Regions from separate parts of the Mus musculus genome. Here region 2 is linked to region 1. A link is a contact called in public HiChIP or PLAC-seq data. All regions are on one chromosome and are shown on one strand. Each heading gives the region's core, a stretch centred on a gene start, on an enhancer-like site or on the middle of the called end of the contact. The rest is flanking DNA. Distances are from core to core; before and after follow the strand shown.

The links. HiChIP or PLAC-seq counts read pairs in DNA pulled down with a chosen protein or histone mark.
Region 2: an HNF4G HiChIP or PLAC-seq map of pancreatic cancer cells shows a contact between it and region 1. The contact joins two enhancer-like sites. A contact is called at or near these places in 11 of 39 promoter capture datasets (the C10 cell line, the HPC-7 cell line, the SN4741 cell line and 7 more), 1 of 15 datasets of contacts at CTCF or cohesin (the NIH/3T3 cell line), 12 of 484 Hi-C or Micro-C datasets (B cells, the C10 cell line, the G1E-ER4 cell line and 9 more), 14 of 115 datasets of contacts at active chromatin or transcription factors (bone marrow-derived macrophages, embryonic basal ganglia, embryonic fibroblasts and 7 more) and 3 of 9 other capture datasets (adipose tissue, liver and pancreatic islet).

Annotation. Positions count from the first base shown.
Region 1 is chr19:44,312,180-44,318,590 of GRCm38.p6, reverse strand. No RefSeq gene overlaps it. Among named protein-coding and RNA genes, the nearest start is that of Mir5114, 12 kb to the right of the region's middle. Within about 2 kb of position 3,895, at least 328 of the 459 cell types and tissues checked have an H3K27ac peak or open chromatin away from gene starts, as enhancers often do. A contact at or near this core is called in the G1E-ER4 cell line, the HL-1 cell line, the NIH/3T3 cell line and 3 more, where this site is marked.
Region 2 is chr19:44,222,040-44,228,450 of GRCm38.p6, reverse strand. All of the region lies in intron 2 of Scd3 (stearoyl-coenzyme A desaturase 3), which reads right to left. It also overlaps a transcript of Pkd2l1 not described here. Among named protein-coding and RNA genes, the nearest start is that of Scd3, 22 kb to the right of the region's middle. Within about 2 kb of position 2,565, at least 39 of the 459 cell types and tissues checked have an H3K27ac peak or open chromatin away from gene starts, as enhancers often do. A contact at or near this core is called in the G1E-ER4 cell line, the HL-1 cell line, the NIH/3T3 cell line and 3 more, where this site is marked.

The sequences.
Region 1 (6,411 bases), core at 2,646-5,145:
GAGATGGCTCAGCAGTTAAGAGCACTTGGGCTGGAGAGGTGGCTCAGAGGTTAAGAGCACCGACTGCTCTTCCAAAGGTCCTGAGTTCAAATTCCAGCAACCACAACCATCTATAATGAGATCTGATGCCCTCTCCTTGTGCTTCTGAAGACAGCTACACTGTACTTACATATGATAATAAATAAATCTTTAAGCCAGAGGGCTGACCAGAGTGAGCAGAGATCCTGAATTCAAATTCCCAGCCACCACATGATGGCTCACAACCATCAGCACAGCTACAGTGTACTCATATACATAAAATAAATAAATCTTTTTTTAAAAGTGTGCTTGCTGTCTTCTTTAAGAATCAATGGGCTAAGGTTGTAAAAATGCTGATTTATGAGACAATCAAAAGGGAACCTGGGCAAATGATTCAATTGATATATAAATAACAGACCAGGCTTTGGCCTGCAAGAGAGAACTACTCAGAGAGAACAGCCCTTTTAGAATTTTTCTAACAGGAACTGAGCTGTCTGGAGATCTCTAGAGAGCTGTCTCCAGCAGAACACAGGCCTATCAGCTTGTACCCCATGATCAACTTCAAGTGATTTCTCTTGCCACCCCCAAACACACTTTCCTCAGAACCCCTCTCCAAGCCTAGGCTGATCTTTGGCAATAGATGCTATTCCAAAGAAGGGGGAGGGGGGTGCTTCAGACATCCAGGAAGAGCCGGGAGTGGTGGTGCACGCCTTTAATCCCAGCACTCAGGAAGCAGAGGCAGGCAGATTTCTGAATTCGAGGCCAGCTTGGTCTACAAAGTGAGCTCCAGGACAGCCAGGGCTATACAAAGAAACCCTGTCTCGAAAAAAAAAAAAAAAAAAACCAAAACCAGACATCCAGGAAGGATATCAGAGAAGAAAAGGGAGCGCACCAGCGAGTCAGACACACCTCAAGTGCACAGGTTCCCCAGCAGTGGGCTGAAAAACGGAAGTAGCCTTCAAAAGGTAAACCAGATGGCCCTGACAAGGAGAGGCCGGCAGTTCTACCCCCAAGACAAACCCACAGCTCTCTCAGGCCTCCAATCCAGCTGTGGACTCCTCTCTCAGTCAGGTAAAGAGTAATCCCATTCTCTCCCTCTTCCCCTCCCTCTCCCTCCCCCTCCCCCTCCCCCTCCCCCTCCCCCTCCCCCTCTCCCTCCCCCTCCCCCTCCCCCTCCCCCTCCCCCTCCCCCTCCCCCTCCCCTTCCCTCTCTCTCTCTCTCTCAGCACATATGAACTAGATAGGAGCATCAGGCATCATTTTAATGGGTAATTTATTTGAAACCGAGCTACTCTAGAGTCTTGAGATCAGGAGTCCCCCACAGCTCAGGGGACCTCAATGTTTGGCCTGCCACAGGAACATGAGGCAGTTGTGCAGAAGCAAGGGGGCCAGAGGAAACTAAGCTCAAATTACATAGAGAAAGGATGGGTGGCTGGACGCAGTTCTCTGCCACATAGAATGACCCTGGAGCTTAATAGCTCTGAGCTTGAGGCCAGCGGGTGGGTAAGTCTCTGGAGTTGATCCTCTGCCTCTCTGGAGTCAATCCTCTGCCGCTAACTGCCACAGAAGCCAAAAGTTCAAGGAGTGTGCATGACACTTACAGCTGCACCCTTCCATCAGGGTGGTCAGTATGCAGGAGGTCTGGAAGGCACAAAGGCAGGCACCGTTCTCACTGCTGTGGTTTGTATCCACACCAGAAGAGGACATCAGATCCCATTACAGATGGTTGGGAGCTACCATGTGGTTGCTGGGAATTGAACTCAGGATCTCTGGAAGAGCAGTCAGTGCCCTTAACCAGTGAGCCATCTCTCCAGCCCCTGGGTTTTTGTTTTTAAGTCTTATTCCCCCCTTTGACATTTATCTACTTCATGCCCCACCCACCCACCCCCACCCACGCTTCTTTTAGGGGCCAGGGAGATAGCTCAGCTGTTAAGAGCACTTGTTTCTTTTGTAGAGGGTTTGATCCCCAGTGCCCACATGGCAGTTCACAACCATCTGTAACTCCAATTCCAGATGATCTGACAGCTTCTTCTGCCTCTTTGAGCACCAGGTACAGACATACACGCAGGCAAAGCATCCATATACGTAAAATTAATGTGAATTAAATCTTTAAAGGGCAACACCTTTTTATACTGTTGGGTCGTCTTTGTGTTTGTTCTTTCTCTTTATTTTTTCCCCAGTCTCCTGCTCTTTTCCCTCAACAGCCTCTCCCTCCTCTTCTTTCTCCTTCTTTCATCCATTGTCTCTCTAGTCTTTCCCTTTCTCTACCCACTGTCTTCATCCCATTCACTCATTCTTCCCACGTGCTCCTTAAATAGCTTTTAACTTCCTAACAGTCTTTTTTATTTATTTTACTCGCTCTGTAGACCAGGCTGGCCTCGAACTCAGAACTCCACCTTGCTCAGCCTCCCGAGTGCTGGAATGAAAGGTGTGCACTAGCTTCACTTCCTAACATTCTAAAGTAGTTTTTAACCATCTTCAGTTCCATGATCATTGGCAATACATTAGCAGGCATTGAAGAAATAAATAAACTCCTAGTCATAGAGGACTCACAAAATCAAGCCAAAAGGACATAAACGATTAAAATGGATTCATAACAATCAACAAGACGGCTCTTACTCCTCACTCCTCTCTCTTTTTGTCTTCTCCTCTCCTCTCTCTCCCTCTTTATTCTCTAGCCTTTCTTCTCTCTCTTTTCTACCTTCTCTCTTTCCCCCTGTCTTTCTATAATAAAGCTCTAAAATCATTTTTTTAAAAAGTCAACAAGACTGAGACAGTAACCAAAAGTTTCCCCAAAAGTCAAAATGTAGCACCAGACTGACTCGTTGCCGAGTTTTATCAAATCTTTAAGGAAGAGGTAATAACCAAGCTCCTTAAACTGTTTCATATGGTATACAGAACACTACCAAGTTCACCCTGCCAAGTCTGCATTACCTTGATATAAAAACTGGTTCAGAGCACACACATTTTTAAAAAAGAAAATTGTCAGCCGTTTTTTCCCCTGATGAACATGGAGACAGAAAAAAAAAATTCTCAATGCAATTCTTGCAAGCCACATTTAAGGGCACGTTAAGATTATGTGTGGTGATTACTGCCTTTAATCCCAGCAAACTTTGTACAACTCCCACTCCCGTGTTAAATACTAACTTCCCGCTCCCAGTCCAAGCCTGCTTTGTTTCAAGCTTCTTATTTTAAGTTGGTGCAGAGGCTGCCCCTGCAGAGCGACTCGAGCTAAAAGCCTGTCATGGGTGCCCCTCCCACCCTGCATCCACTTCACCATTCCAGCATCTGAATGTCTACTCTGCTCCAAAAATACTTTTCAGATGTGTCCTTCCTTTTCCTTCCCCATGCCCCCATCGGAGTCTTTTCAAAGCCTGGAATAAGGCTTCCAGCCCCTGTGGTCCCCTCTGCTATCACAGTAAGTTTCTTAAATATCGAGATTTCCAGACTCTCACCGCCTCCCCTGCATTTTCTCCTCCCACTGCCCACTCCACGCCCCTTCATGCCTGCTGACATCAGCCTGGAAAGTTCCTGATCACATTAATGCTGTGCTTTTCGGAGTGCTCTCCTCTACACCATGACCCAATCTGAGGTCTGTTTTGCTAAGTCCTAGCTCTGCCTCCTCCTCCATAAGCGTTTGCACTACGTAGATGGAAAAAAACAAAACAAAAAAACAAAAAAAAACGTGCGCTGCTTTGCCAGCACACACCCCCACCCCCTTCCTTGGCGAAAGCTGGCGACCAGAGCCCACATTCAAGGTCCGGGGAGCGGAGGCGGGGGGGGGGGGGGGGGTTGTGAGGTCAGGGACTGGGCTAGCCTCCATCTGTGACTGCAAGGTACACCGGCTAGCTTCAGGAGCAGCGCATCCTGATTGGAGCGATGCGTGCAGAGCCCGGTGAGGCCGCTGATTGGCTGCGAGGGGTCAGGCGCTTTGGGCCTGGTGAACGCGAGTGAATCTGGGGCCAATGCTAACCCAGAGTAACCCCGGGAGGGGCCCGCACGCCTGACCCTTGCTTTTCCTCACCCTAGCTGGACCTCTCCCGGGCAGGCACTGGCAGAGGGCCAGGACTGGAGGAAGAGCGTTGCATGTTGCTTCTATTTCAGGCACTCAGCTTAACCTGAGTTGGAGTTTGGTAGGGCTCCATGTACGGTCACCAGGACAGTAATTTATGATGTCACAGGGCTGTGTATGTGTGTTTGGCCGCAGTGGGGTGGGAGGTGCGTTAGTGATCCAGGGAGGTAGCCACACTGCCTGCTCCTGGAAATGGCGAGGTTGGAGGCACGGTTTGAGGCTTTGGCTAAAGCAATCTTGCTACTGGAAGCAGAGCTTCTACTTTACTCCATGGGGTCTGGCCTTCCCCGAAAGCAGAAAGAAAAAAGAAAAAAAAAAGGAGAAATGTTATGGTGAAGGGTGGGTGACACTGTCCATTACTGCTGTTGAAAACTGTTTACTCAAAAAAAAAAAAAGTTAAACAGAATTATTACAGAAGAAATCCCATTCCTGTGTACACAAATCGACAGAGAGCAAATGCTAGAATATACACACACAAATGTGCAGAGCATACTATTCATAGAAGCCGAAAGGGGGGGACAACTCAACTGCTCCCCATAAATACAATGGACTGTTAATCATAATGAGGAGTTAAAAACTGATTTGTGCCAGTGTGAAAATGTTAGGAATCGATCAAAGAAGATAAATCAAAGAAATGACTTAGACACAGATTTAAGCCAGTAGAAAGTCTATTAGCTGGCTGGTACTTACAGACTTGAGCCTTTCTCGGGGTGAGATGTTTGTTTTTAATTATTATTATTATTATTATTATTTTATTTATTTATTTATTTATTTTTTTGGTTTTTCGAGACAGGGTTTCTCTGTGTAGCCCTGGCTGTCCTGGAACTCACTCTGTAGACCAGGCTGGCCTCGAACTCAGAAATCTGCCTGCCTCTGCCTCCCAAGTGCTGGGATTAAAGGCGTGCGCCACTACGCCCGGCTTATGGCATTTTTTTTGTATTTTTTTTTTTTAATATGAGTACACTGTAGCTGTCTTCAGACACACCAGAAGAGGGCATCGGATCCCATTACAGATGACTGTGAGCCACCATGTGGTTGCTGGGAATTGAACTTAGAACCTTGGGCAAAGCGGTCAATGCTCTGAACTGCTGTTCCATCTCTTCAGCTCTCTCAGGGCAAGCTTTTAAGCACACACACACACACACACACACACACACACACACACAATACAAAACATGTCTTTGTTTGACACATTTAGCAAGAACAGTTAGCCAGAAGGGGAACTACAGAAGCCAAAAAGCAAGGCTAGTACATTTACAGACTTCCCAGAGCTATGGCCTTTGATGAATTAGATCTTTGTTTTCATTTTGGCGGGTGGTGCTGCCTATGTGCTGGGTTCCATGACCTGAATAGTACTTCTATCACTTCACCATGTTAGTTGTGTTAAGATTTGGGAGCCAACTAAGGACCAGGTTGGGGGGGGGGGGCGGTGGGGGACCTGTTACAAAGAGACACACAGAATGTCATGCAGGGAGGCTACCAGACACACACAGTATGGCTATTTCTCCGACATAAACAACAACCGATTCATAGGCAGCATATTGGTTGTTGATACAGTGGGAGGGTCATGAGGAGTCATTCGAATGGGAATAGTGTTTCCTTTTGGGGTGAGGATAATGACATTTTTTTAAAACTAAAGATGAGGCCCAGTATAGTGATAAACATCTCTTATAGCAGCACTAGAGATGCAGAGAGAGAGAGTCCGGTCTAACGGACTGAATTCCAGGACAGCCAAGGATACTGAGAGAAACCTTGTCTGAAAACCAGGTGATTAATTAATAACTAATAATAGTAATAAATGGCGGTGGCTAAACAGTATAAGTATATAAATTCATGCGCCATGGTCATGGATTTGGGACCTTTAAAATGATGCTTTTATGATGTCATTTATTCACTTAGTTAGGTTTTTTGTTTTTGTTTTTCCAGTGTTGGGGACGCAATCCAGGGCATCTTACAAGCATGGCAAGAGTAAACAGAGCCTTATTTTTACAGTGTAAGTTGCTTCTACGCCAAAGAAATGCTGCTTCAGTTAACAGGCATAACTAACCCAAAGAGTCTCAGAGGAGAATTCTTACCCTCACCCTCCACTTCTAAAGAAAAAGAAAAAAGAAAAAAAGAAATCGTAAGAATACAGCCAGGCGTGGTTCTGGGCCTGCCATGCCTTTGACAACCAGTTTTCTCTCGTTTGCTGTTCTTGTTCACAAAGTCTTTCAAGGCCTGACCCTGACTACTCATTGTTCTCAGTGGAAAATGGCCAAGATGCCAATGGACTCTTGGATGTCCCCAGCACCAAAATCACCATGAGTCAGCACAGCACACAC
Region 2 (6,411 bases), core at 1,316-3,815, 89 kb after region 1:
TTTCCAATTCCGTCACAAGCTCACGATTTTAATTCCCCTTTGGTTGTCTTCTGAGTATATGCTTAAAGATGCTTCCCATCATGCTAAAAACATCTCTGTCCAGCCTGCACACCGGGTCCTTTGGACAGAGGAGAGAATGGTCTGTGCCTTCTAATGCAAACCTACAGCAATTACAAGGTCTCAAAGGCATCAGTCTATTCCAGCTGTCTAACAGACACTACTTTTTTCCCTAAAATATGGATTTCAGTACAATGGTAAATACTAATGTCCATCCTTTTGTAAACTAAAGTTCATATAAGCTTCAGGGAATCAAGAATGCTAAGACTTGGACCCACCTGCCACAGACCAAATGGACTCCAGATAAGTGTACCTGCCTGTTCTTGAAAATGAGCTTTTCCCTTGGTCTTGGAATTCCTTACCTCTCCCAATTACTAGACGATTCTGATTTCCGTTCCTACTCCATATTTGTGTCAGCAGGTTTTTCACCTGGCTAACAGACTCCATCCAGTGATCACCTGTGGAGCTGCTGAACTCCGGACTTGCTAAAAGCTGATGTTAACCAGTCCAACTGATGTGATGGCTCCTCGTCTTTCATCTGGATAAAGCTAAGTAAATGCTTCTAAGAAACGCCCCATTGCCTAGCCTTCCTGGGCCCCTTGGACAAGGTCCTAATGTCAACAGTAAGCAGTTACAGAAGGAAGATATGACATCTGTCCATTATCCCACCTTACTGGCTGAAATGCTGAGTCAAACAGGAACTCCCCCAGGCCCACTCAGAAAAGGACTCCACTTTGTCATCCTGACCACCCCATGGCCACGAAAATAGATGGGATCCAATCCTGGATTAATCGCTCTCTTCTGAAGTTCACCACCCCCTTCCCCAAAACATCTGGATCCCAGCAATGGGTTGTTAGACAACACCCACAGAACCCGTTAAAAATCAGACAGATAAAAGATTCCAGAGGTTTGCTTTCTATTTCATGTTGCCTTGGGCTGCTGAGGGACATGCTCCAGTACAACACACATGAACATCGATTAGAACTACGGACGGAAGCCTAAATAACATTGCTTATGGTTCCCCCCGCCCTCACGTTTGACGTATGTAAATTGTTTGGGCCAAAATGGAACAGGTGCCCAAAGGCCACAAACATATATGTTCCCTCATTCTCTAGGTCTTTGGATATAGGATCCAGAATATGGAAAATACTTTGGCCACCCTTCAGGTATATGCCTGCCCCTCAGTTGAAGACCCTGACTTGCAGGGGACATGGTGTGTGCTTTTGTGATATGTGGGGCGATAAAGCATTAGCTTCCTGGGTAACTGATAAAGATAAGTATATTCAGCCACAGAAGGTTGAGTCAGTCTAGAAAACTTGGGAAGACCAACCCCACTCAAATTAAGATAAAAATGATACAAATGATTTATGAGATACAGGGTAGATTTGGGGGCTCCTCCTTTATGCATCTGGTAATGACCCTGGGATGATATTCACCATCCAGAGAGTCCAGGTCACTAGGAACAGGGTCTTAGACATCAGTGGTTCCAAGAGAATGTTAATGCCCTCTCCCTGTCCTAGAAAGGACAAGGTCTCTCTGCTTATATAAGATATCGGTCTCAGTACCTGCAACACCGTAATAATGTACAGATGCTAATGCAGGAGTTTCCCCTTACTCTTTAGTACCGCCAAAAGGCACTTGGTTTGCTTGTGCCTTGGCACTGACCCCCTGTATCAGTCCCTTTAGCATCACTGAAACTTCTGAATTTTGCATACTTGTACATCTGTAGCCTCTGGTACAGTATTATCCTGGAGAAGGAGGTTAGGGACACCTGGGACTTCTACACCATTCCCAGATGGCCAGGGCAGTGCCAACACTAATAATGCCTTTCCTAAAAAGCATGAGCATAGCAAGACCTACCAGCATGAGAGAAGCAACACTTATGAAGGGAGATCAAAATGTCAAACATTTAAGCCAACAAAGACTGATATAAAAGTTTGTCCTCCTGGCCTCAGAAAAGAATTTTTTTTTCTGAGACAGGGTTTCTCTGTGTAGCCCTGACTGTCCTAGAACTCACTCTGTAGACCAGGCTGACCTCAAACTCAGAAATTTGCCTGCCTCTGCCTCCCAAGTGCTGGGATTAAAGGCATGCGCCACCACGCCCAGCATCAGAAAAGAAAAATTTTGAGTCAATGATTTGACTCATTGGGACAGCTCAAAAAAGGGTGGAATGCTATGGTTTGACACCTCCCCCTCCAAGCATAGCTGTAGCCATTTTGTACCATGCCTGTCAGCTATTTCATATTGTTGCTGTAACATGCCTGCCAGATACACAGAAGTGACTTGGCTCAAGGACATACTGACCACATACTGTTTTGTTCTGTATGTTCTGAATGTGCGGTATGAGTTTTGCTAATCTTAAGAAATTCCACAAAGCTTTGTGTAGGACCCATCAAATCAAAGGACAATTTGAACTGTTATGTCTGAAATCACTTGAGTCAGAGCTGACCACCCGGCAGTACTTCCTGTGTGTGAACTCACTGTGGCTTTTGTGGTTTTATCCTTTGTGAGCTGACAGGAAAAGATATCTGTTGTCATAGTTCTGATAATTCTGGGCTCTGTTCCTGATCTGACCAGTATTAAAGTGCAGTCAATAACTATTCTGAGTAGTTAACTGAGATCAGTGTTCACGCCGTTTGTGTGGCGATGTCTGAACACCAACAGTCTCTAGCTATTTACTATCCTGGTAAGTATGTTGATGAAGTTAAAAGCTAAGTGTTCATGCAGGGTCCGAGCACTGATCCAGTCTCAGCTGTATCATACATTTCATAGGAATGCAGCACTCCAACTCAAAGCCTACAAGATCAGTCTCTCTAATGCGGAGTGGACACTGGGTGTACCCATCTGTTGCTCAGATTGGTAGAACTAGGAGGTGGGACTGAGGCCTTGTTAGTACCTAAAGGCCATCTGGAAACCATAGAACCTCTGCGGCTACAGAACTTAGCTGAGATTGGAGATACCAAACATTGCACAAACTGCTATGTGTCCCTCTGTATCAAGAGTTAACGGTTTTCTAAGTGGTCTCTTTCCTCCTCTCTTCTGCCTCCTGTGTGTCATCTGGTCCTTCTATAGGACCTCAGGACAACCATAGAGATGGTGTCTGCCCTAGGGAAGGGCTGACCGTATCCTTCTGAACTGGGATGAGGCCTCAGATGGTTTGCAGCCTCTGACTCAGTGGTGACTGGGGTCTTCCCATGAAGAGGATCTAACTGTACCTGGACAGAGAAGCCAGTGGAGGGCAAACCCTGACGTCACAGGAGGAAAGGGAAGGAAGGCTTAAAGCAGAGCCAGAGTACCAAGAAAAGTGTCCGAATCTGCTCCACACTGCAGATCACCAAGGCGCATTGGCTCCAGAGTACAGACAATGCTATCTTAACAGGGGTGCTGGAGTGACAGTCCTCGTGACATGGAGTCATGATCTTATTCTGCCAATTGCTTTGGTCACGAAGGTTGTATTAGTCAGGGTTCTCTAGAGTCACAGAACTTATGGATAGTCTCTAGATAGTAAAGGAATTTATTGATGACTTACAGTCGGCAGCCCAATTCCCAACAATTGTTCAGTCGCAGCTGTGAATGGAAGTCCAAGGATCTAGCAGTTACTCAGTCTCACGCAGCAAGCAGGCGAAGGAGCAAGGGCTCGAGCTAGACTCCCTTCTTCCAATGTCCTTATATTGTCTCCAGCAGAAGGTGGAGCCCAGATTAAAGGTGTGTTCCACCACACCTTTAATCCCAGATGAAAGGCGTAGCCCAGATTAAAGGTGTGTTCCTTAAACTCGGAGATTCAATCTTCTGGAATTCATAGCCACTGTGGCTCAAGATCTTCAAACCAAGATCCAGATAAGGATCTCCAAGCCTCCAGATAAGGGTCACTGGTGAGCCTTCCAATTCCGGATTGTAATTCATTCCAAATATTGTCAAGTTGACAACCAGGAATAGCCACTACAATCCACCCCTTGTCAACTTGACACAAATAATATCTCATGTTCACATGAAACAATAACAAGGTTGTAAATACGCCTAACATGATATAACTATTCCTCGTACAATCGCAAACGCATTTGTAAATTTACAATGGGCATTCATATTACTTTATAATCCTCGTTTCTGCAACTGGTTACGTGGCCTTAATTGGTATTTATAACTACCTTCCTCTACTACCCATTCTGTATTTCCTTCTCCTTCAGCCAGCACCTCAGCAGGTCTTGGCTCTTTTCCTGGAGGATTGACCCATACCTTCATTCCTGATGGGTCTGCGTCCTTTGTCATCCTGCTTGGATTAGGCTGTTGTAGTTTCCCATTGACTTTAATCACAGGACATGGTAGTACTAAGAGACGCCCTAAGGGATCTCCTACACTCCAGACATAATCTTGCTTACCACCATTGTGAAGAGGTAATCCAATTTCCCCATGGTAATCTGGATCTATCACCCCTCCTAACACTGTTATTCCTTTTTTAGCCTGTTGGTTTAAGGGCATTAGAAGCCCAAAATGACCAGGGGGAAGTCTGAGCTTCCAGTTCAATGGAATGTTTGTTGTAGCTCCTGGTAGGAGCATTCCCCTCTCTGGAGCCAAAACTTCTAGGCCAGCAGAACCTAGAGTTATGGGGACAGGAAGCAAAAATTTTCCTAGAGGGTCACTAGGAGTGATAGTAAGTGGAACTATTCCGTTTTCCACCCCTTGATTCCTGGACCCATGAATCCTGGCTATAGGTGAAACTGTACCATATATCGAGCGCTGATTCAAAGCATATACTGCCTTCTGAAGAACTCTACCCCAGCCTTCCAAGCTGTTACCACCTAATTGGCGCTGTAACTGCGTCTTCAAAAGGCCATTCCATCTTTCTATCAGACCAGCTGCTTCAGGATGGTGGGGAACGTGGTAAGACCAGTGAATTCCATGATCGTGGGCCCACTGTCGTACTTCTCTGGCTGTGAAATGAGTTCCTTGGTCAGAAGCAATACTGTGTGGAATACCATGACGATAGATGAGGCATTCTGTCAGTCCGTGAATGGTGGTTTTAGCAGAGGCATTACGTGCAGGAAAGGCAAATCCATAACCAGAATAAGTATCTACTCCAGTAAGAACAAAACGCTGTCCTTTCCATGAAGGAAGTGGTCCAATGTAGTCAACCTGCCACCAGGTTGCTGGCTGGTCACCCCGAGGAATGGTGCCATATCTGGGACTCAGTGTTGGTTTCTGCTGTTGGCAGATCTGGCAATCAGCAGCAGCAGTAGCCAGGTCAGCTTTGGTGAGTGGAAGCCCGTGTTGCTGAGCCCAAGCATAACCTCCATCTCGACCACCATGTCCACTTTGTTCATGTGCCCATTGAGCAATGACAGGGATGGCTGGGGAGAGAGGCTGACTGTCCACAGAACGGGTCATCTTATCCACTTGATTATTGAACTCCTCCTCGGCTGAAGTCACCTTTTGGTGAGCATTTACATGGGACACAAATATCTTCACATCCTTTGCCCATTTGGAGAGATCTATCCACATACTTCTTCCCCAGATGTCTTTCTCACCAATTTTCCAATTGTGATCTTTCCAAGTCCCTGACCATCCAGCCAATCCATTGGCTACAGCCCATGAGTCAGTGAATAATCGTACATCTGGCCACTTCTTCTTACAAACAAACTGTAATACCATGTGTACTGCCCGAAGTTCTGCCCACTGTGAAGATTTCCCTTCACCTGTGTCTTTCAAGGTTGTCCCAGAAAGGGGTTGTAATGCTGCAGCTGTCCACTTCTGGGTGGTACCTGCATAACGTGCAGAGCCATCAGTAAACCAGGCTCTAGTCTTCTCCTCTTCGGTCAGTTGATCATAGGGAACACCCCATGAGGCTATAGGTGCATGCTTGGCAGCAGATGGCATTGTAACAGGAGTAGAAACCATAGGCATTTGAGCAACTTCTTCATGTAACTTGCTTGTGCCTTCAGGACCTGCTCTGGCCCGATCACGTATATACCACTTCCATTTGATAATAGACTGCTGCTGTGCACGTCCCACTTTATGACTTGCAGGGTCTGATAGTACCCAGCTCATGATGGGTAGTTCAGGTCGCATAGTGACTTGGTGTCCTATTGTCAGACGTTCAGTTTCCACTAAGGCCCAATAGCAGGCCAAGAGCTGTTTTTCAAAGGGAGAATAGTTGTCTGCCGATGATGGTAGAGCTTTGCTCCAAAATCCCAAAGGTCTTTTCTGTGATTCACCTACAGGGGCCTGCCAGAGGCTCCAAACAGCATCTCTATCAGCCACAGACACCTCAAGTACCATCGGATCTGCTGGGTCATATGGTCCAAGTGGTAGAGCAGCCTGCACAGCAGCCTGGACCTGTTGAAGGGCCTTCTCCTGTTC